6 separate regions of the Mus musculus genome follow, and all the other regions are linked to region 1. Evidence: chromatin contacts called from public promoter capture Hi-C data. All regions are on one chromosome and are shown on one strand. Each heading gives the region's core, a stretch centred on a gene start, on an enhancer-like site or on the middle of the called end of the contact. The rest is flanking DNA. Distances are from core to core; before and after follow the strand shown. Region 1 holds the start of Nme2 (NME/NM23 nucleoside diphosphate kinase 2). Region 2 holds the start of Tom1l1 (target of myb1-like 1 (chicken)). Region 3 holds the start of Cox11 (cytochrome c oxidase assembly protein 11, copper chaperone). Region 4 holds the start of Pctp (phosphatidylcholine transfer protein). Region 5 holds the start of Dgkeos (diacylglycerol kinase, epsilon, opposite strand). Region 6 holds the start of Mmd (monocyte to macrophage differentiation-associated).

The links. Promoter capture Hi-C pulls out the DNA fragments that hold promoters and counts their contacts.
Region 2: a contact with region 1 is called in a promoter capture Hi-C map of second pharyngeal arch cranial neural crest. The contact joins the promoter of Tom1l1 here to the promoter of Nme2 in region 1. A contact is called at or near these places in 4 of 39 promoter capture datasets (the HPC-7 cell line, cranial neural crest, frontonasal cranial neural crest and 1 more).
Region 3: a contact with region 1 is called in a promoter capture Hi-C map of pre-B cells. The contact joins the promoter of Cox11 here to the promoter of Nme2 in region 1. A contact is called at or near these places in 5 of 39 promoter capture datasets (cranial neural crest, frontonasal cranial neural crest, maxillary cranial neural crest and 2 more) and 1 of 484 Hi-C or Micro-C datasets (embryonic stem cells).
Region 4: a promoter capture Hi-C map of pre-B cells shows a contact between it and region 1. The contact joins the promoter of Pctp here to the promoter of Nme2 in region 1. A contact is called at or near these places in 4 of 39 promoter capture datasets (cranial neural crest, frontonasal cranial neural crest, maxillary cranial neural crest and 1 more).
Region 5: a promoter capture Hi-C map of cranial neural crest shows a contact between it and region 1. The contact joins the promoter of Dgkeos here to the promoter of Nme2 in region 1. A contact is called at or near these places in 2 of 39 promoter capture datasets (cranial neural crest and second pharyngeal arch cranial neural crest) and 1 of 484 Hi-C or Micro-C datasets (B cells).
Region 6: a contact with region 1 is called in a promoter capture Hi-C map of pre-B cells, with 7 times the contacts expected there. The contact joins the promoter of Mmd here to the promoter of Nme2 in region 1. A contact is called at or near these places in 3 of 39 promoter capture datasets (cranial neural crest, maxillary cranial neural crest and pre-B cells).

The regions. Positions count from the first base shown.
Region 1 is chr11:93,954,295-93,957,893 of GRCm38.p6, reverse strand. Nme2 (NME/NM23 nucleoside diphosphate kinase 2) reads left to right here and starts at 1,638. Exons shown (of 5, transcript NM_008705.5): 1 at 1,638-2,068; 2 at 2,270-2,399. The coding sequence starts at 2,274.
Region 2 is chr11:90,685,902-90,689,639 of GRCm38.p6, reverse strand. Tom1l1 (target of myb1-like 1 (chicken)) reads left to right here and starts at 2,039. Exons shown (of 16, transcript NM_001357543.1): 1 at 2,039-2,127. The coding sequence starts at 2,070.
Region 3 is chr11:90,636,061-90,639,523 of GRCm38.p6, reverse strand. It overlaps Cox11 (cytochrome c oxidase assembly protein 11, copper chaperone), which reads right to left and starts at 1,340. Exons shown (of 4, transcript NM_199008.2): 1 at 972-1,340. The coding sequence starts at 1,334. Stxbp4 (syntaxin binding protein 4) reads left to right here and starts at 1,416. Exons shown (of 18, transcript NM_011505.2): 1 at 1,416-1,491.
Region 4 is chr11:90,000,794-90,004,603 of GRCm38.p6, reverse strand. It overlaps Pctp (phosphatidylcholine transfer protein), which reads left to right and starts at 1,710. Exons shown (of 6, transcript NM_008796.3): 1 at 1,710-1,902. The coding sequence starts at 1,762.
Region 5 is chr11:89,059,385-89,063,180 of GRCm38.p6, reverse strand. It overlaps Dgkeos (diacylglycerol kinase, epsilon, opposite strand), which reads right to left and starts at 2,430. Exons shown (of 4, transcript NR_110336.1): 1 at 2,358-2,430. It overlaps Dgke (diacylglycerol kinase, epsilon), which reads left to right and starts at 2,433. Exons shown (of 11, transcript NM_019505.4): 1 at 2,433-3,250. The coding sequence starts at 2,796.
Region 6 is chr11:90,247,638-90,251,266 of GRCm38.p6, reverse strand. It overlaps Mmd (monocyte to macrophage differentiation-associated), which reads right to left and starts at 1,791. Exons shown (of 7, transcript NM_026178.2): 1 at 1,532-1,791. The coding sequence starts at 1,557.

The DNA of each region.
Region 1 (3,599 bases), core at 389-2,888:
TTGAGGTGTAGGACAGTGGAGAGGTGTGATGGGCTGTTACCCACCTGAGTAGTTATAGGCGACCAGTTGGGCTGGAGCCACAAGGCTGATAACCTGAGTTTGGAGGTCAGCCGACCTCATCTCATCTCAAGTTGTGAGTAGTACTGGTGTCATAGAGAACATAGAGAGCTTGCCGGTTCCTTTAGAGATGCAGGGAGGCATCAAAGCAGGGTATATTCTCTCGATGAGACCAGGGCTAGAGTCACTTGAAATCAGTGTTCATTGGGAATCAAAGAAATAAAAAAATAAAAAAAGGAAATTGTAGGTTCAAGTGCCCAGTGTGTAGAGCCTGTATGAGATAACTTTAGAGTTTAATTGCTCATCCTAATGGCCAGTGAGCAGAGGGCTGTTCTGTCCAAGCAGGTCTTTAGCCAGGGCTGATGCAATGGAGCTGGAGAAGGAGGTTTCAGGCATTTTGACTCATCTGCGCTAGTTAGGCTCAGTGCCTTGGGCAATGCCCTAAACCTATTTACTGGGATGTTCAGGGCCCCAGCTCAGGCTCCAAGCCTGCTGGGAGAAGCAGCAGCTGGTTCACACAACATACTGCAACTTTTTTGGGTGTGGTCTGGATATGGAAATGAAGCAGATGTGGGCACTGAGGGCACCTTTAGGGTACTGGTGGCTTGCCAAGAAGACAGGAGGTAAAGACTGCAAGTTGACAGGCCTGGCTTCTGAGAATACAGAGTCTGGAGTACTGGAGGTTGGACCAAGGCCTTGTGCATGCTACACAAGTGGACCTACCACAGAGCTAAATATTCAGTGCTCCCTACCTTCATGTAGTCGAGGCTGGTCTTTAATTCTAGTGTAGCCAAGGATGTACCACTTTACCCACTCCAGCCCCTCTCTTTGTATGTATTCCTTAAAAACTTGTTTTTATCATATTATGTGTAGGTGTGTGTGTTGCATGTGGGTATGTGCACGTAAGGGCATGTCCTTGGAGATGGGAGGCACCGGATTCTATGGAACTGGAGTTATAGTTGTGAGCCACCTGAAGTGTGTGGTTGCTGGGACTTGACCTCTGGCCCCTGGAAGGCTCTTAACTACAAAGCCAGCTCTCCAACACCCCATTTTGTATATTTTGAGACAGACCAGGCTGACTCTGAACTGTGTAGCAGTGGCTGTCCTTTCCTGATCCTCCTGCCTCCACCTCCCAAAAGCTAGCACTATAGGCAAGTGTCATCTCTCACACCTGGTTTTGCTTCTTATTTTGAGGTAGTCTCATGTACCAAATTCACCAGGCTGGCCTTGAATTTCCTCTGAAGTCTAGGCAGGCCGTCAACTTATATACAAAAATCTAGAATCTTGCCAGGGGTGTCTCAGGTTGAGGTGGGTAGCCTGACACTCGGTAGGTAGTGCTCTGTGGGCAGGAATCCCAGGCTCAGGGTGGCATCAGAGCCTCTAGAGGAAAGGTAGGTGAGGAGACAGAGAGCTGGGAGCTGGCCCTAGTGTCAAAAGGCATGGGTTATCTTAGGAATTCGAAAGTCATTCTGAGACAGGAACAGATGGCCTTCTGAGGAGGGGCCTGGAGACAGACTTGGCTCCTAGGGAAGTTGTCATTTTGGGTGAGGAAGGCTAAGCTCAAGCAGAGAGGAAAGAACAGAGGGCTGAATTTCGGAGATAGGAAAAACTCGGGGTATCCCAGAGCATGGAGAGTCCAGCTGGGCGCGGATGTCTCAGGGAAGCTTGAATGCAGATGTCTCCTGGAATAAATTCAGGACCTGGTCTCCAAAGCTGAAGCCTTTAGCTGCAAAGAACAGGCGGACTTGGGTGGAGAACAAATCACTTCCTGCCCCGCAGCCCTCCGCAGCCCTGCAAGGAGAGGGCGTGCACCGCGAGCCTTTGGGCGGGGACAGAGACGACTGGCAAGACCAGGCAGCCTGAGCGTCCCGGGTTGGGCAGCGGGGTCCTCCGGGGTGTGGCGTCTCTCGTCCCGCCCCGCGTCCCTCCTCTCTCCGCGCCGGCTGGTGGTCGTTCTATTCTCTTTGCTTCTGTCGCTCATCGCAGACACCAGCCGACCCACCGGCTTTCGGTAAGGCTAAGATGCACTCCCCGCCCCGACATCAGCTCACCACAGGCTCCCGCAGTCCTCTTTCTGGGCCTCCCGGGCGGGGCAGAAGTATCTGGAAAGCCACGTGTCCTCCGCAGCGGCGGCGGTGGCAGGAACCCACGTGGCTTCCTGGGCCGGCTTGGGTCGGCCGGGCCTCATCGACTACACTTCTTGCCTCCACAGGACCATGGCCAACCTCGAGCGTACCTTCATTGCCATCAAGCCAGATGGCGTGCAGCGCGGCCTGGTGGGCGAGATCATCAAACGGTTCGAGCAGAAGGGGTTCCGCCTGGTGGCCATGAAGTTCCTTCGGGTAACAACGCCCTTCGCCCCCTACCCCTCTGCTGCTGGGTGGCGGGAGTTTGGTTCGCCCGCCAGTAGTTTGGCCGCGTCGCCTTTTGGAGTCGGAGTTAGGCCTCCTGGCTGATTTCACTCCCACGAGAATCCTTTTGACCTCCGCCTCTCACCAGACGTTGGTGGCTCGCTGGCCCTTTCCCAGGCCGGGGAGGACAGACGCCCTTGGGAAGGTTTAAGTGGAGGTAACGTGACTGGTGTCGGTGCCCAGGCCTGGCTTCCCTCCCACAGTGTGTCCTGGTCCTGTCCGTCTCGCAAAAGGTCTCCAGTCGGCTTGTGTTGTCATGTGGGATAGCAAGGATTGGAGAGAGCCTGAAACCCGCCCTGTACAATTGCAATTCTTTTGTGCTTGAGCCGAAACTTCCAGATGACCTAGGCTGCATCTCTCCTTGGCATAGGATAGTAACTATTTGACATGGTATGTAGCCACCAGCTGAAGGTGTAGTTCATGAGGTCTAGAGTCAACCCCTCCTAAACAGTAGGGTGTGGTGGCACATGCTCAAATCTCAGCACATAAAGGTGGAGATAAGAAAATCTGGGTCAGCCTGGCGGTGGTGGCGCACACCTTTAATCCCAGTACTCGGGAGGCAGAGGCGGGCGGATTTCTGAGTTCGAGGGCAACCTGGTCTACAAGGTGAGTTCCAGGACAGCCAGGACTGTACAGAGAAACCCGGTCTTGAAAAGAAAAAAAAAAAAAAAAAAAAAAAAGAAAATCTGGGTCACCCTTGCCTATACCTGGAGTTTAAGGCCAGGTCTGGATCCCATGAGACCCAGGTCTGTCTTTCTTTCTTTCTTTCTTTCTTTCTTTCTTTCTTTCTTTCTTTCTTTTTTGACCCAGTTTTTTTTTTTTTTTTTTTAATACAAGGTTACCTTTTAAAATTTTTTATTTATTTATTTATTTATTTATTTATTGGTTTTTCGAGACAGGGTTTCTCTGGCTGTCCTGGAACTCACTCTGTAGACCAGAAATCCACCTGCCTCTGTCTCCCAAGTGCTGGGATTAAAGGCTTGTGCCACCACGTCCGGCAACGAGGTTACTTTTAAAGTTTAAATATCTACTGAAATATAACAAAGGCCATCAGTTTTGTTCTTGGGGCTGGAGAGAAGGCTCCGTGGTGAAAAGCACTTTGCTCTTCCAGAGGATGGGTTCAGTTCCCAT
Region 2 (3,738 bases), core at 790-3,289, 3.3 Mb after region 1:
GTGCTGGAAATCAAACCCTGGTCCTCTAGAAGAGCAGCCAGTTCTTTTCATCACTGAGCCACGCCTCCAGCCCAGTGTTAGTTCGATATTTAATCCTTACTGTGTGTTTAGAAGAATCTTTCTTTTCTGACCTCAACTTGGCTGTGACTTCTAACAGCCTTCTCCCAGACCGCAGTGACATTGACTGGGTTGATAATCACGCCTGTGGAAGAACAGGATCATGGAGAAAGTGACAGAGCGTAGAAAGACATGGCTACAGACATCACGACATCCTGAAGGACAGTGGCTGAGAGAGATCAGTCATCAGCCACTGTGCCCAGGACACACTCCTTGCTACTATTCTTCCTGCTCTCCCTCAATCTTGCCATGTAAGGAAATCAGGCAGAGGAAAACCAAAAGCCTAACCACCCTCTCGGTAGAAGCAGGGATAAATGATCTACGGGGATCCTGGGTTCCATCCAACTTCTCTTTCCTGACAGAAAGTCATCATCACTTCAGCTTAGGCAGAACTTGACCTTCTCCTCTCCACCTCCTTTTAAAAAAGATTTATTTATTTTATGTATATGAGTACACTTGTAGCTGTCTTCAGACACACCAGAAGATGGCATCAGATACCATTACAGATGGTTGGGAGCCACCATGTGGTTGCTGGGAATTGAACTCAGGACCTTTGGAAGAGGAGTCAGTGCTCTTAACTGCTAAGCCATCTCTCCAGCCTTTGACTTTCTTCTTAATGTTGCCCCATCACACACGGCAATGAAGGCAAAATGATTTGCTAGGGACAGACAGAGATCAGGCTGCTGAGAGAGCCAAAAGAGGTTTTCAACATCAGCTGTAAAGACTACTTGACTGCCACAGTGGAGAGATCGCACCACATGAAACAGCTAGTGAGCCTGATAGGCATGTCCTATTTCAGGTAGGACTGACCTCATCATAAGAAACACCATCATAACAAAAATGCCGTATTTTACATTGTAGGATCCCGATGTTAACTCACTCATGGAGGAGGACAAACAGGGGGAGGTGGAGGAAGATTCCGGATCAATACAACAAATGATAGCCACTTGGAGCATAATGTAATTGGTTTTGACATCTATGCTAAAATATGGAAGACCAAAAACATGAGTCAGGCCAGGTCCTCCTGCTCTTTCTAGTCACCATTTCGGGGTGGGGGGAATAAACCCACTATTAATGTGAAGCTCAGTCCCAGTTAGCTACAGGAAGCAAAATCTACCAGCAGAGTAGCCCATCGTCTCAGGAGGCATCCTACAGATCAGAAGCATGGGTATCTGATGTTAGCCGTGCCGCGGAAAAGGAAAAAGAAATCTTGGTTCAAATAGAAACAGAGAGGTTTGGTTTCTTAATGTGGATTTACATACCAAACATATTTCCTGCCAGAGCCCCAGGAAAGGCCCCTCTCTCCTTTCACCATAAGGCTGGAAAGCAGGGTTCCTAGGAGATAGAGCTAGAAGCCAAAAGCTTGTGTGGTGGCGCCTCGTGGTCCCTCTTGGAAACGGGTGAAAAACAAAGCCCGGGCTCAAGGGAGGTCTTGGCTCTCCTAGACAGCCCATCCTCCTCCCAGTTCCGTAGATTTAAAGGGTAGGGCGCAAAAATCGGTTCAGGGACCTCCGGAGTGGTGATAGGCGAAGTCTCATTGTTCTGGAGGTGTGTGACTTGAGAGGTCTATGTCCTTGTCTGAATAAACCTTAGCAATAACCCTCGAGTCTGTGTTAGCAACTAATCCCACACTGTCTAGTCTCCAAAGAGAGGGGAGCGGTCTTCAGCCCTGCGGTGGAGATGTTGGAGCTGGACTCTGAGTTCGCAGGCCCGGGGTGCGGAGTCACATCACTCCACCCGGGCTCCCAGCCCACCTAGAGTCACGAGGTGCGGGAAGCGCCAGGAGCACGCGGCAGGTGCGCCAAGTCCCCCGGGTCCCCGCCCTGCTCGCTGCCTGGCGCCTCTCCGCGGCAGCCAAGCGCTGGAGCGGAGAGGAGGAGCCTCGGGCACGGAGCGGGTGGAGTCGGAGGGCGGTGGAGGCGGATTTCCTGGGAGGGCTCTCTGGAGCTACCATGGCGTTTGGGAAGAGTCACCGCGATCCTTACGCTACCTCTGTGGGTCACCTCATAGGTAAGGAGGCGCAGGGAGTAACATCCCGGCTGGCTTGGGGAACCGTGGGAGCTTTGCCGGTTCCACTCCATTCTCGATTGGAGGGTGGGGGGCGAGTTGGACCAAGTCGGAGGAAATGCTACCCTCCCCCGCAGCTTTCCCACGCCACCTGCGTGCCACCTGCGGCCACTTTCCACCTTTCTGAGTTTGGCTCACTCATACCAGAACCTCTCCGAAAAAAATGCAAAGTTCAAAATGCTGGGCGAGTGGAGCAAGCAGGTGGCCCGCAGCACAGCACTGCGTGGAGTATTGGGACCGCTGGGAGGAGAAAGTGGAAACTTCTTGACCCGGGGAAGGTTCTTCATAAAGTGCGTCGTCCACTCTCAGCACCTTATTGTTATACCCATTTTACAGACCAGAAAGAGAGATCTGAGACGCTAATTGACGTGATCTCACCCTGAGAGGCAGGTTTCTCCAAACCAATTTTCTCCAGCGCACAGCCCAAGCGATGTGAGCCGGCCTTTTGCTTAAAGAGGGAGATTGGGAGAGGGGCCGTCTGCAGTCACTGAGGCTCTTAGACCACGCATCACCCTCCAATCCAGCCAGCCTGGTCCTTCCTTATCCCTTGTGTTTGTGTTCTGAATTACAGAGGTGGATGCAGAAGTCACTGACTACATACAATTGGCTTTTTGCCACCTCAGCTCCCTTCTTTACCCTGCCCCCTCCCTTGGGGACAGGGTGTGGCACCAGGGTGTATTAATGACAGGCAAACTGTTGGGAACTTGGTGGGGTGATGAAATCCTATGAACCTGGTAGTTCTAAGACTCAGTCTCAGAAAGTTTAGATTGGAAGTAAGTTAAACTAACTGCTGCGGGGATGGGCCGCACCTTTGAACTTAAACCTGAGTTTCCACATCTTTACAATACTGCAAGAGAGCTGCCCTCTAGGAAAAGCACTGTAACTGCCCATCTCCTTGCTGAATAGTATGTCTTAGAACGAGTTCCGAGCAGAAATGGATCCTCGCTGAAGCTTCGCAGGCAAAAGGCACTTCGGCAATGTCCGATTATCCCTTAGTTTTGAAAACATTTAGAACTACTAGCTGGATGCCTTCGGGAAGGCATAGTCCCATCCCCCAGGGAACTTACCTGGTGATAAGGAGAATGGCCATATTCTGCAGCATCCACTGTTAAGATACCCTTATAATACTGAAAGATACCACGTAGTTTGCAAACAAAACTTTAAAAAAGGGAGAAACGAACTCGGCCACAGCCTTTGAAGTGTGAATAAGAGTTCTCTAGGAATGAGCATGTTGAGAGAAAGAAGTATCCAGATGGAAGAACAATGTGTGCCTAGCGACACGAGCAAGATGGCCCAGCTTTGTCCATTTAGAACCCCATTAAAGCCACACACTATGGTTTGCACCGTACATGGGTATCTTTGTCATAGATGCCAATAAGCAGGCAGACAGTACAGTAATGTTTCTCAACCTGTGGGTTGAGACCCTTTGGGGAAGGGGTTCCAATGACCCTTTCACAGGGATCCCCTAAAACCGTGGGAAAACACTGATATCTACGTTGCAATCTATAACTAGCAAAATTGCAGTTGTGAAGTAGGCAGTGAAAACAATTTTAT
Region 3 (3,463 bases), core at 91-2,590, 3.3 Mb after region 1:
TTAGCTTTTTCAATTTCTCTCAATATTGTCAAATTAAACTTTAATCCTAAAAGAGAAATCATAAATTTGACCTTAGTTAACAGGTAAGGATATGATTCTGTTTCAGAGACTCAGTTTTAAGATGAACTATTTTTTTTTTCATAAAGGATTTAAATCCGCTGAAGAAAAAGCAAGTTAAGTGTTCCGTCTTTCAATAACAAAACAATTCCTTATATATTCTAGGGACATGTTATTGAAGTTTCTCAAGTTTGGTGTTTAAACTAAAAGGTAGAAAACAGAAAAATAATGTCCTGGGCTCAAGCCTATATTACTGAGTCTGTCACAGTTTTCCTGGGTTACATTTTAATTTGCTCATGAAGAGGGACCATTCTATGGCTTCCCTTATTTATTTATTTCCTTCTCTAAAACTCGTTGATTCCACAAGTAACAGGGCATTCTTTTGGAAATATCGGTGCTTAACGTGGAACTTGATTTTAGGGTTTTTTTCCTTTTTTTTTTTTTTTAAACCTCAGGCTAACCCAGCCTAGCCTGATGATGCTAAACTAGCCTAGGCTGATGATGCTAACCTAGAATGAGGAAAGCTTGAACACAGGAGTGTCAATTCCATTTCTGTGGGTCTCGGCACCACTGTATACTATTAGCATTTTAGGTTGGACAACTATCTGGGGCAGGGGAGGTGTCCTGTGAACCTCCAGGTATGCGACAGCCGCTCTAACTCACCAAGTGTCAGCGGTACCTTCTCCCCGCGCTTCACAGAATGGCTGTGCTGATAGCCCTTTGAAGGGTGGCACCAGCTCCATCATTACCGGAACCGGCTTCCACTTGCAAGGTTTTTTAGTGACCTTGGGCACGTCCTTCCCGGTCTGGATCCGAGGCGACGCCCCCCTCCCCCCTCCGGCGGGTGACCTCGGCCTCCCCGGCAGGGGGATGGCTCAGGTGGGATCCGTGCCGCGCTTCGTCCCCTCCCTTACCTGGCAGTAGAGCCGATAGAGGGGCACCGCGGCGTAGGAGGCCCCCAGCATGCCCACGGCGGCCGCGGCCACGTAGGTGAGCACCGTCTTGTTCCGCCGCCGCCACTCGTCCTCCTGCGCGCGCTGGAAAGGGTTGCTGCTCCTCGGCCGCCGTGGCGGCTGCGTCGCGGGCCCCCGGACCCCGCACGGGCGCTTCCATGTCCCGAGGCGTCTCAGACCCCGCTCCGCGCCTCCGAGCCCATCCCACCCGGGCCTAAGCACCAGCTCTGCGTTCACCACAGTCCGCCCTGACCACCCGGGCTGCCTCCAGCCCCGGCCACACGAAGCCACCAACCTCCATCCCGGACACCAGAGCCCTCCCATAACCCCCCGGAAAGAATGCCCGCCTGGCGGGGCCGCTGGCGAGATCTCGCGAGACCTCGCGAGTCTCGCGGTACCCGGCTTGAGCCTCCGCTGCTGCCTTGACTACCAGATTCCACAGTTAGCAGTGGCGCTACGGAGGCCGGGTGGCCCGAAGAGGGTAAGTTCGCGTTTTCTTGCTAAGTGACTGTGCCTCGCACTTTTGTTTCCTTGGGATGCTTCTTTAGTTTACTTTGCAGAAAATGCATTTGGGCCTTCGGCGTGCAAGCTCCTCACTGGGGCTTGTATCCCCATCTCCCCAAACTTCGCCAGCCTTTGTCTCGACCTAGCGGCCCCCAGCGGCAGCTCTGCCGCGGGGCTCTCACTTGGGGTTCGCTCAGCCCCGTTGCTTTCCGCCGCTGACTGAGCGCAGGCAAACCAACGTCCCTCTTTCTGGAACACTTAGTATGAGAACCGCCTTTCTCTCCAACACCCCGACCTGTGCATCTTCTCAGCCCCATGGGCAGATGTCTCCCACTGCGCTCATCACCCCTCTGCTGTTTACCCAGCAAAACCATTAGGTCAGACAGCCGCCGAAAAAACCAAGTTTGTTCAGAATAGAGGGACCAGGACAGGAGGGCCTTTAAAGGAGGGACTGAAGGAATAAAGACGTGCATCTTGCAGGCACAGACCCCTGGGAAATACGCTAAAGCTTTCTTCAGTTCTCTAAATGTTCCACAAACAAGGACCAATAAATATTAAATAGCACTGAGAGCAGATTCGGAGGTTAAGCATCAATGAATTTACACAAGTCTTGTCCTTGCATAAGTTTAATTTTAATATGACTTCTCCGTAACCTGATGGCCCTATTTCGTGAATGGAAATCACAGTAATTCAAGGAGGGTAAGAATATAATATGATTTTTGCCATTGCTTGAAGCATAGTAAGAATTTTATAAAAGTTAGGTCATTTCTTTTTCAAAATAATGGTTTGGTTTTATTAATTCTTTGAGGGTATTTTACTCTGTATTTGGGTCATATTCATCCCCTACTCCAGGCTCCTCCCAAAACTACCCCCCCCCCCACATTATTATTATCCAGAGTCCAGGCTGAAGGCGAACTAACTCATTGATGTGTTAGTCTGTGAGTGTGATCGGTGTGATCAATTGCACCATTAAAGAAAACTGACTTTCCTTCTTCCAGAAGCTGTAAGAAGCCAATAGCTCTCTCGTGCCCACCTTTCCACCTCCATAAGCTAGAGCTTATTTCTGATGGCCTCTGTGGGTCTAACTATCCCCACATTGTGGATTGGAACCGAAAACTGGAAGAGCTATCAGTCAATCAGCACGTATTCCTTGACTCTCACTGAGCCATACACCTTTTTAGTTTGCTGGGGACATTCCAAACTAAGTCAGGCACAATCACTTTTGTTATTGACTGCAGCCTCTACTGAAGGACTCAGAAAATAAATGTAAAATAAAGGAATTTCAACTAACAGTGTCTGCTATGAAACTAGCTGATGATGGCATGAAGTCATTGAGAGTGACAATGAGGAGGGTAAAAGAAGGTCTAAAGAGGTAAAAGAAGGTCTTCCTGGGGGTGACATTTGAGCCTACTCCCAAACTGTGAAAGAGCTACCCACGAGACAAAAATCTCACATCGTACACAAGTCCAGAGACAGAAATAAGTTGGATAGGATTGAATATCAACAAAGACAAACAACAACAAAAAAAACCAGGGTCCGTGTGGAGCGTGCAGAGCGAGCAGAGTTAACAGTGAAAGGAAATGGGGTCACAGCAGGTACAGACACCTGATACTACAGAGCTATTTCAGCCATGGCTAAGGGACAAAATGGGAGTGATCGGATATGATTTGATTCACACTGCAGGAAGAACATGATGTAAGTCACACGGTGAGAATGAGCAGGGCAAGGGGAAGCAGAAGTGAGGGGCATCTGCATGTTAGTGACAGTGGAGATGATGGCCTTGAAGAAGTAACTGAATAGTGGCCACAGCGCTGAGGGCTGTAGGCATCGTCTAGGACATCACTCTAGTAGGTGGTCACTGAAGTTACAGACTTCTCTTCTCCCATCTTGGTATGACAGTGTTTGGTCACCCTTTCCCTCTACATGTACTTTCATTCTGATACCAGATT
Region 4 (3,810 bases), core at 461-2,960, 4.0 Mb after region 1:
GTTTTGTTTTATTTACAAAAAAAAAAAACAAAAACAAAAACCCAACTATTTAAAGCCAGTTTACAAAAGCTCCAAGGTCACATTTGCCACAGCACAGACAAATTACAATTTTATTCACCTCAACATTAATTTCTTTTTCCTACAGGACAGAAGAAAGCCATTGTAGATTCTTTTGTGGGTGGGTGGGTGGGGGGGACCTGCATGAAAGAAAACCTGCTTGGTAACATGATTGTATTCTGTATTGACAAAAATAAAATAACGTGTGTGTGTGTGTGTGTGTGTGTGTGTGTGTGTGTGTGAGAGAGAGAGAGAGAGAGAGAGAGAGAGAGAGAGAGAGGCAGACAGACAGACAACATATTTAAACATGTACAATAAAGCAGTTTGAATTTGGTCTCTTGTTTCTTCTATGGTCCTGTTCATTCCCTTGGGCCTCTCTTAATCCATCAATATTTCTGTGGTGACAAAGTTCCGATCCCATGAAAGCACACAATCATGACTGGTCCTTTGGCAATCTTTGACAATCCTCCACATTGGTTTCCTTGTTGGATGAGTGTGAGTGGATTGCTTGTTTCAGTAATAGTTTACACCTGTGAGAAAGCTTACAGGCTACCACTAAAACTGCAAGGAAATTTGTCTTGAAGCAATCTTTCCCGTGTTTTGGAATAACTTACTTTCCTTCTGTCCTGTACAAGAAAATCCATGCTGAGGCAAATAAAACAGTGATCTGTCTGTTTTTTGGCAAATGTGACCGTGGGGCTTTTGTAAACTGGCTTTCAATAGTTTTTTTTTTTAACCACTTTTTTTCCCCTTCTAGTATTGAAAAAATTGTGTTTCAGTTTATTCCTGAAAAACAAGAGGGAATGATCATTAAATACCACTTTGGTAGGCACTGGGATATTCTACGGCCCTCGACTATTTAAGGCAGCACAGTCTTTGACCCATTTTACAGATTAGGCAATTTGGCTTTCCAGGCGGTCTTGGCAATTGAGTGGTGTTTGCACTTATCTTTGAACTCCCTACTTTACTCAAAGCCAGGGTTGCAGATTTCGGCTGAGTAAGACTCAAATGAACAAAAAGATCTTTGAGTTGCAAGACCTAAATTATGCAAGCTGCAGAAATCCAGGTACCTTATCTTTCATATCATTTGTACCCACAAAAATCTTGTCCATTGTGATCTGATTTCTTAATTGTGACTTCCTTGCCCTTCTGCTGATTCTAAGGGATTGATTCACAAAACACGGTTTCAAAATGTATACCAGAAAGAAGAGCATTTTTAAAAAATTATATATATATATAAAACTAGCATCTGACCTCTGAGACTTTCAAGCATTTGTGTTCGGTCCCTCTCCCCAAATGTCTTCCAGAGACCTTTCCACCTTCAGAGAGGTAGGGGGTAGGAATCTCACGCAGGTTTGAAGGGTGTGGAGGTGAGTATAGGATGTGCTGGCCCTACTTCCAGAAGTTTCCCTACTTCTTCAGCCCTTCCTTCTTTCTCCAGATAAGCGACAGCTTTTTTTCTAGTATTTTTTAACTCGGCATTCTTCTTAACCTTTGCTTAGCCCCGCCTGTCTTCAGATCTGGAACCGCCCTCTTAACCTCCGCTCCCCACCCCCGCCCTCCCACGTCCCGCCTCCTCGACCAAGTCCCGCCTTCTCTCTTCCCTGCCAATCAGGTTGGGGTCACCTTGTGACCCCGCCCCCGATCTCTCTAAGGGCCAGTGAGTGACCTGCGCTCCGGGCGCTGTATCCTGGCTGCGGAAGGATGGCGGGGGCCGCATGCTGCTTCTCGGACGAGCAGTTCCGGGAGGCTTGTGCTGAACTCCAGAAACCGGCGCTGACCGGGGCCGATTGGCAGCTCCTGGTAGAGGCCTCAGGCATAACCATCTACCGGCTGCTGGACCAGGTAGCAACTGACCTGCCCGCTGGAGGAGGTCAGGGGCCTGGGCCCCCTGGTTAGGACTCGCCAAGGGTACTCCACTGCTCTGCAGGGGTGACTAGGCTCCTTGGAGCTACTTTACCCTGTGTAGATCTTATGCGGCTGGCAGGTTGTCCGAGCTCAGCCTCAGGTCATTCCTGTTGCTAGACTTCTGAGTTGTAATTTATGTTTTACTCTGCAGCGTTTGCAAAAAAAATCAAACGGCCTGGGAGTAGGGAATTGTATTTAACGGCTCGTGGTTGAAGATGGGGCGAGGTGCCAAAGAAACCCACCCGGTCTAGGATCTGGACTTTCACTGGGAGTGGGTATAACGGGTCCAATACAGGGTTTCCGAGATCGAGCTGGAGTGGCGTGCCCGTGGACATATAGGAGTGTGTGTTTATCTACATTCACAAGAGAGAGGCATTTGGCAGCAATCAGCTGATAGAAAACAGAAAATGAGTAGTTTGGAAGTTTAGCCCAACTTCAGTCCGTTTGTTTGCTAGGAAAATTGAAACATTGGTCTATTCATTCCTACACCATGCCAGTGTCTGCAGAGAACATGTTTCCTTTTGCCAGATGGGTGCCAGTTCTGTATGGGGTACAGAAGGGCCATGTCCTGAGGCAGGTAGGAAAGAGACAAGACTCATGGACTGGATGTTCAGAGCTGGCCAAGAGGTAACAGTAGCAATTCCATCAATTTAGTGACTGTCTTCTGTGTGGGTGTGATCTAATTTTAAGGTCTATTTAATAATTCGGTTGTGAAACTTCATGCAGAAAGAGCAATGGAGGCCGGAGGAGGAGTGTAGTTGGTTGTTAAGCATCTTGAGGCATCTTAAGAAGCCATTGGAACCAAGTAGCTAGTCAGGTGGGAGAAACTGGAGGTTTGGCATCAGTTGCTTTGCTGTAGGCAACAGAAGTTCCTTGGCACAAGATCAGACTGGTATAGCAAAGGATTCCAAATACTGATCTATTATGGGAGCCTTGGCTTTCACAGGTGAAGGAAGCAGACATGGAGGAATGGCGTAACTGTGTCACAGAGGCAGAGAAGTTCAGGACAGATGCAGTTGGAGGGTTTATAACCTAGTGCGAGACATTTGTGGAACAAGTTGGATTAGACGGAACTGTGTGAAGGTGGATGGCGTTTCTGGCGTGCAGAGGTGGCCTCCCTACAGCTGAGGTCACCCAAGCTTCGTCTGTGAGGTTACATCGCAGCCTGGATCTACATAGTTTCACAGTCCTCTGGGGTTAGGGCTACTTTGTGAGGTTGGCAATAGGAAATTCTACTGTATGCCTCTGCCGTGTCAGAGACAGGAACTCACTGACGATAATTATCAGCCTGGAGGATGGCTTTGTGCCGTGCCCCACTTAAACTTCAGTGCACAGAGAGAACCTCTAGCTGCCCTTTTGTCTTTTCGCTAATTGTGCTCACATGCATCCACAGGTGTGTGCTTCTTACAAGAGACCCCGTGCCACATACAGCACACAGAACTAGCATCCTATTGAGACTTTAACAACTCCCAGTGTGAAACTGGACAGGACACTTTGAGGCAAAACTCCTGCTCTCTCCCTGCCCTTACCCTGCCAGCCACATAACCAGGCACTCGCTGAGTTGTGTGTCAGGTATCAGAACTCCATCCCTCCCCTTTCTCTTCCGTTTTGAGTTTGGCTTCTCAGCACCTCTCACCTCATATTGCCTCATCTTTATAACTGGTCCCTTGGCCTTCTGCCTGTTGACTGTCTCCTATCCCAAATGTTCAGCACCCGACAGCCAGTTTGTGATCTTATCGATGTCATCCTTAGTCACAGAATTACTACCAGTCATTGTGATAGCCAACACTTGCAGCATACTGTCATGTAATCTGGGCACCAGATACTTGGCAGATATTGACTTAC
Region 5 (3,796 bases), core at 1,181-3,680, 4.9 Mb after region 1:
TATGTGGTAACTAATATTCTGGTTAGCAAGTTTAAGACATGGATGTTAAGCAAGACAAGTCTCCACTACCATATTTGAATATCCCAACCCATAGGCACAGGATAAGTGCTCCACAGATACGCGTACCTGAGGAAATCCTATCCATAGGTCCTGATTGGTGAAGCCATTTAGCACAGATGTTTGTGGACTTCAGGCTTAAAGGCTCTGCAGAATCCTGGCTTAGCGTAGCAGTCAGCTCCTGCGTCTGTCTGCTCTGCAGCCCTGATCAATCAGTCCTGAGGCAAACGCTCAATAAGCCATCCCTGTCTGACTGAGATCCGTGTTTTTGTGGTTTGTGGGGTGACTCCTGGACCCCAACATATATCAATGCTAGTGCCCCCTAGGTGGGTCTGGGTGCTTGCTGGTCATTTAGGGAAGCTGTCTCAAAGGGAAAATAACCTCAGGTCTCCTCCTTGAGAAAAAGGGGACCAGAGCCTGCATTTTACAGAATTATAGAATCCTATCATAGAATTGTAGAACAAATTATAGAAACTCGTTCATGACCTAGATAGACTGAAGCTGACCTGTATGCCCAAAGTAATTTTTTTTAAGATTTATTTATTATTATATGTAAGTACACTGTAGCTGTCTTCAGATGCACCAGAAGAGGGCATCAGATCTCATTATGGGTGGTTGTGAACCACCATGTGGTTGCTGGGACTTGAACTCAGGACCTTCAGAAGAGCAGTCGGTGCTCTTAACCACTGAGCCATCTCTCAAGCCCCCAAAGTAATTTTTTAAATTATATTTACTTATTTATTTATGTGTGTGTGGGGGGGGGGTGCTCACATGCCACAGAGAGTGTTTGGGTCCCAAGAATCAAAGTGAGGCTTTCAGGCTTAGCAGCAGGTATCTACTGAACCATCTCTCTGGCCCATGAATGGCCAAAGTAAAACAAAGTGATCTTTGTGTATTTAAGGTACTTAAATACAAAGTGTATTTAAGGATAAGTTCCTGTTTGTCTTGCGTTTGTTTGACCCATCTGCACGGATGTGTTTGATCACATGTGGACCGGAAGTAAATCAGGTGAACTCTTATCCCTGGGGTTGTTTTGGTTCGGGTTTTTGTTGTTGTTGTTGTTTGGTTGGGTTTTTTTTGTTTGTTTGTTTTTGTTTTTGTTTTTCAAGACAGGGTTTCTCTGAACAGCCCTGGCTGTCCTGGAACTCACTTTGTAGACCAGGCTGGTCTCGAACTCAGAAATCTGCCTGCCTCTGCCTCTCGAGTGCTGGGATTAAAGGCGTGCGCCACCACTGCCCGGCTTGTTTGGTTGGTTTTGCATTGTTTTGTTTGTTTTGTTTGTCTTATTGTGTATCCCTAGTTGACCAAGAACTCGTGATAATCCCTCAGTAGAGAATAAGACCACTACCACAATTTAAAACCAAATTTAATGTAAGCTTTAATTAAATACTGGCCAAGGTGATGGACTCTCTGGCCAAGTTCATCTCGGGGTTCCCAGAGAATGGCCTCAAGTCGTGCTTTGCACGGGCTTAAAAAGGCAAAACCCACAATTCACTGCATTTCCCGTCTGGTTCAACTGGGGGCAAGCGTAAATCTTGATGTATTTCCTGCCTACATGTGACCCTGATTTACTTCCGGTCCACATGTAATCAAACACATCCGTGCAGATGGGTCAAACAAACACAAGACAAACAGGAACTTATCCTTAAATACAAACAGAACTCTTAACCTGTATGCTTTATTTTTCCTGTTTTGGTCCTCACACTATGTAGATCAGGCTGGCCCTGAACTCACAGAGGTCCATCCACATGTGGGCCACATGTCCAGTTATTTTATTATTTTATTATATTTATATAATACACTGGTAACTTTTGGCAGTCTTTGACTTGTGTTCTGAATGAACATAACACCTTCAAAAGAGCCAGTTTTCTCCATCCAGGATTCCCCGATATCCATAATCATGCCAATTCCACCTTCACCGTTGAAGAAGGGGATCAGGCTAAAGGTCAAATACTGTTAAGTCACTTATGGTAGAACTTCCTTTGGTTCTGAACTTTTGATAGTCAACCATGTACTTACTCCGCCCCTGATTTCCCTAAACCATGCCTCATTCCACACCATCTTATCCGTTCCTCTGCTCATCCTTTCCTAGATGGTCCAGACCCTTGAAGTCTTTCAACTTTCCAAGCCACCTCTTAGCCTCCGCCACGCCCTCATACCTGACCCCCTCCCACCCAAGGGGAGCGCCGCCGCGAGCCCCGCCCTACACCTGGTCCCGCCTACAAATTTTATCAGCGCAGACTCCGCCTTCCTCTAGCTCCGCCCACCATCGGAAAGCACCGCCATTGGCTTTGTCCTACCTGGCCCCGCCCAAGTTGTGGGCGCGTCAGGCCCCTCCCAGCCCTCGCCGAGCTGCCGGCCGGCGTGCGGACTGCGCAGGTGCGCTTCTCAAGCGCGGCCTCCTCATCCCACGCAGATCTCGCGGCCTGAGGGTGGGACGGCGGCCGGAGGCTTGGCTGTAGGTGGTACCGGCGACCGCGAGAGCGAACTGGGGGGTTGGGGGGGGGGTCTCCGGAGACCTCGCGAGAGAGGCACGGGCGAGGCTCAGCGCGACAGCCGTTGTGAACGCAGTGGCCGCGAGCCAAGCCTGTACTGCACGGAGCCCGCGGGTGCGACCTGCGCCTTTCCCGGGGCCGAGGCCACGCGCAGCCTCGGGACGAGCCGCAACCCCACGCAGTGAATCCGAAGGCAAGCCTTCTGGACCCGGCGCTCCATAGGCCACGCCTGGGCCTGAGAAGATGGAGGGGGACCAGCGGTCCGGCCCACCCGCCCAGAGCCTGCTCCCTGATGGCCACTTGGTCCTATGGACGCTGTGCTCCGTGCTGTTGCCGGTGTTCATCACTTTATGGTGTAGCCTGCAGCGGTCGCGCCGGCAGCTGCACCGCAGGGATATCTTCCGCAAGAGCAAGCATTGCTGGCGTGACACCGACCTGTTCAGCCACCCCACCTACTGCTGCGTGTGCGCGCAGCACATCCTGCAAGGAGCCTTCTGCGACTGCTGTGGGCTCCGCGTGGACGAGGGCTGCCTCAAGAAGGTCGACAAGCGCTTCCCGTGCAAGGAGATCATGCTCAAGAACGACAAGGCCGCAGATGCCATGCCCCACCACTGGATCCGCGGCAACGTGCCCCTGTGCTCTTACTGTGTATTCTGCAGGCAGCAGTGTGGCAGCCAGCCTAAACTGTGCGATTACAGGTATGGCTTTTATGGGAGGCAGGATTGTAAACAGTGGGTGGTGAGACCTAAATTCATCTCAGCAAATGGCCCAAACTATTCACGGCATCCCTGGCGTTTGAAGCAAGTCTCATGTAGATGTTGGTTGGTGTTTTTGTTTGTTTTTATTTTTGTTTTTACCCTTTGTGAGACAGTCTCTCCCCTGTGGCCCGGGCTAGCCTCAAACTCACTAAGGATAGCAGATGACCTTGAACTTTTAATGCTTCGCCTCCCCGTGCTGAAAATACAGGTTTGCATCACCTGAACCAGTTCATGAGGTGCTGGGTATCCAACCCAAAAGCCTTAAGCATGTTATTCAAGCTCTCTAACAACTGAATTCCACCACCAACACCACCCCTAAATTCCCACCCCTGCCAAGGCTCTTAATTTTCATCAAAGGCCTGTTTAAGTGCTGCCTGGCTCGTGGCTACTCTGTAGCATCCCACTTTACATAAGGAAGAATGAAGGGTACACAAAGAACCTTATGCCAGTCACAAAACCAATTTGTTCTTGATTTGGAACTATGAA
Region 6 (3,629 bases), core at 542-3,041, 3.7 Mb after region 1:
AGATTGCTCAATCAGCTGAGGTGGTTTTTATTTTTTCATTTTAGAGCTCTCTGAATGTTGGTACAATAAGCAAAAACAGACATTTTCCTTCTTTTTATAGAATTCAAAAGGATAGACTAGAAACCCAAACTCTTCGTCAAATAGGGAAGGGGTAATTTTGCAGAATATAGCTACTGGTCTCTGAAAGCAGGAAGCCCACAAAGACATGCAAAGGAAAGAATCAGACAAACAACCCACACGCACAGGACATGAGGTTCACACACGTTACAGAGTCTCTTAAATCCACTGTGGTTCTAAACGAGAAAGACCAAGGTTCCTTTCTGCCTTTGACATAGAGACGTAGTTCTCCTCCAACGATAGTGCCAGACTTCCAGCCACCAAGTAATAAGCAATATTCAGAAAGCAATCCAAATCTTCAAGCCGATCTCCCCCAATACTGAGCGCAAAGACCACCCTCATCCTGTGCATGTTGTGTTGGCTCTTTTACCCTTTGAGACTGGAAGAAATGAGATAAGCATTAATGAGTGAACAGGGGAAAGAAGGGAAAGGAAAACTAAATGGTGTGTTTACATTTTAAAATAAAAAGAAAGACCACTTCAAACTCAATAGCCTGCTCGGAAGATTTTAAGCATTTCTGCTTTTGAATTCTCTGGTACATCACACTAGGCTACCCTGTTGGTGGTGAAGGGCTGGGAATGGGTATGGCTGCCAGGCTCAGACAAAGGGATGGAGTTACCAGAAACCCCATGGGTGAACTTTCACCCACTTAGAAACATTAAAGCCCAGAGCTTTCTTTGGGAACAATAGGTCGGCAGCCTTCATCATTCCTTCCACGCAGGTAATCCACCCGGGAGAGAAGGGCCACACTATGTCCCTCAAGTCGGGCTACCCTACCACCTCTTTAGTGTAGAGCAGACAACCCGCCTTCCGGTGGCGCCTCCTCCGTTCTTTCTCCCTATTTCCTAAAACCAGGTTTCTCAAAGGCATGTCTCTCCACCTGAATGCTAACTTGCCCCTGCCAAAAAAAAATCCCCCAAATAGCACACCATTAGGTTCTTAGCCCGAGACACACAACCCCTCCGGACACCATCAGGAAAGCTGGACCTAGAGAAGCGTGCCTCAGTTTCCCTGTCTCTAGGGCCAACCACCGACAAAACACCTCAAAAAGCTCAGGCCAGACCTCCTACCCGCTGTAAGACAAACATCGCCACAGGGTGCTGCAGCAGCCTTAAGAGACCTCACGTTGGGGTTTGTATAAGGGTGGAGGCCCTGAGTGGAGTCGTGGGGAGGGGGCTCTGAGGCTGGAGTAGTCTGCTAGAAGCTAGCAGCAGCGGTGTCTGGATGGGGATCTCAAGGGCCAAGCTAGGTTTGCAAGCGGATGGAGGAGGCAAAGCAGATGCGGGGTCCCGGGGCACAGATCCCAAGCTGCCTGGAGGAAGGGGATCGCAGAACTGCGAGTCTTCCCGGGAGCCGGTCCTCGTCAGGGCTCGGGATCCCCCGGGACGGAGCACGTTCCCCGCAGAACTCTCACCGCTGGAATCGATTCCTGAACCGCATTGATCCACCGCTCCACCGCGGGGGCCGGGAGCTCCGTCTCTTTTGCACCGGCGGCAGGGCGCGCCGGCCTCATGGGCTTGAGCTGCTCCGAGGCCGCTGGCGTGCCAGGCGGGAGCCACGCAACTGGGCAGGGCCGGAGTGGGCCACACCGGGGGTCGGTCAGCACAGGGCCCGGGCCAGAGCAGGCGCCTGGGGGCGGGAGGGAGGCCGCTTAAACGGCCCCGGCGCCTCCCGCCTCCCGCCTCCCTGGCTCCTCCGCCCCCGGGTGCCTGGGCCCCGCCCCGGAGCCCGGCTCCGCCCCTGCCCGCTGCTCTCGCTGCGTGCGCCCGCAGCCACCTGCGCGTCACCGCGCCCAGTGGCCAATCAGTGTCCGGAGCGGCGCAGGGCTCCGCTGCCATTCATTTCCCTTGAAGCTCGGTAGGTGGGGCGGAACCTCAGAGCCGAGGGGTGTGGCTAGCCGAAAGGGGAGGAGCGCTGGGAGGGCGGTGCTCTGCATTAAAGCTTTGAGCGTGTGAGCTGCAACAGAGAGGAAGGAACAACGGTGTGTAGGAGATGGCCCACAATCTTAGAAGCAGCTGTGCCGGAAGTGGCAGCGAGCAAGAATCTATCTCTGCCTTCTAATCTTGGCCCCATATCGTTTATCCAGCCTTCATTCATTTCTGCGTCCTTCCTTTCATTTATTTCTTCACCTTTTACGCTGTGTAAAGACGGATTAGTAACACGGCTGTCCTATAAAGAAGAGATTGGAATTTCTCCAGGGGGATTCTTCTGGAGAGATCTTTTTACGTCCTCCATTTTATTTTCTATTTTTTAACCCAAGAAATTTCCAAGGAAAGAGTAGACTTGAATCGGCCCCTTTTGCTAAACCTCTGTAAAGCTAAAAGGACTTGCCAGAAGAGCAGATCCTAGGGAGAGAAGAGATAAGAGGTAGTGAATACACTCAGAAGAATACTGGAAAAAAGGAATTGACATGTGCAGGACCTGTCAGCATCACTCCTGAAATCCAGGTGTGCTCCCATCCAGGAAACCTGCCCACACACATCCCCCACTCCTCAAACTTCACCTTCTTGAGGGACTTAGGGCCAGCTTCGAAGCAGTATTTACTCTTTTTGAAACGAATGAAAGATGGGGGGATGCCGGGGAATGGTTTCACCCACCATTCTAGTGTCCTTCTCTTTAAGTGCCCCGGGGTGCTTTCCACAACAATTGCTTTGATCTTGGAAGGAATCCTTAGGTTCAAAATTATGTTACTCATTTCACAGGTATGGAGGCCAAGGCTTTGAAAGGTGGCACTGTTTACAATAGCCAAGTTATTATATTAGTGTAGGTGCCTACCAAAGGATGTAGAAAGAAAATGTGGTGTGTGTGTCTAGAGACAGCATGGAAAATTAGTCAGCCAGAAGGAAAAAAATGAAGACTCGGGAGTGATCTTTCCATTCCAAAGCTGCACACTTGGTTTAAAAGGACAATCGGCTCCAATAGAGGAGGACTGGATTGTTCTTCAGTGTGTGTGTGTGGGGGGGGGGGGGGTTACGAGTAACTACATTTCTGGGAACAGAGAAATGGATGGAACTAGATATCATCATATGAAATGAAATAAATAAACCAGGCTCAGAAATACAAATGTTAAATGTTTTCTCTCATATGTTAAATGTAGAGAAGTGGGGGTTGGGGAGTCATCAATGTAAAAGAGGATCAGGGAGTGAAAAAGAAACTTGCCCGATGCAAAACAGATTCCTACATAGCTTCCTCTAACACGAAGCACCAGATACCATCAGGTCAGTATGCCAACGGCCTCTCCCTAAGTTTTAAAACAGCACAATTCTTAAAACACACACCTGACTCCTTTTGCACTCACAGTAAAGCCTGACAACTAGCATAGCTTGAAAATCTACCAATTGACTACATGGCACTCCCCTTATAAACGATCAAGGGGCAGTAACAAAGGTACTAACTAAAAGATAACTGAAAATTAGCCACATGAAATGACAACCTAAGGGATAGGAACTGTAATCACAACAAATGTCCCACTTCCTTGGGGGCGGGGGGGACGACGCAGGGGAGGCTATTGT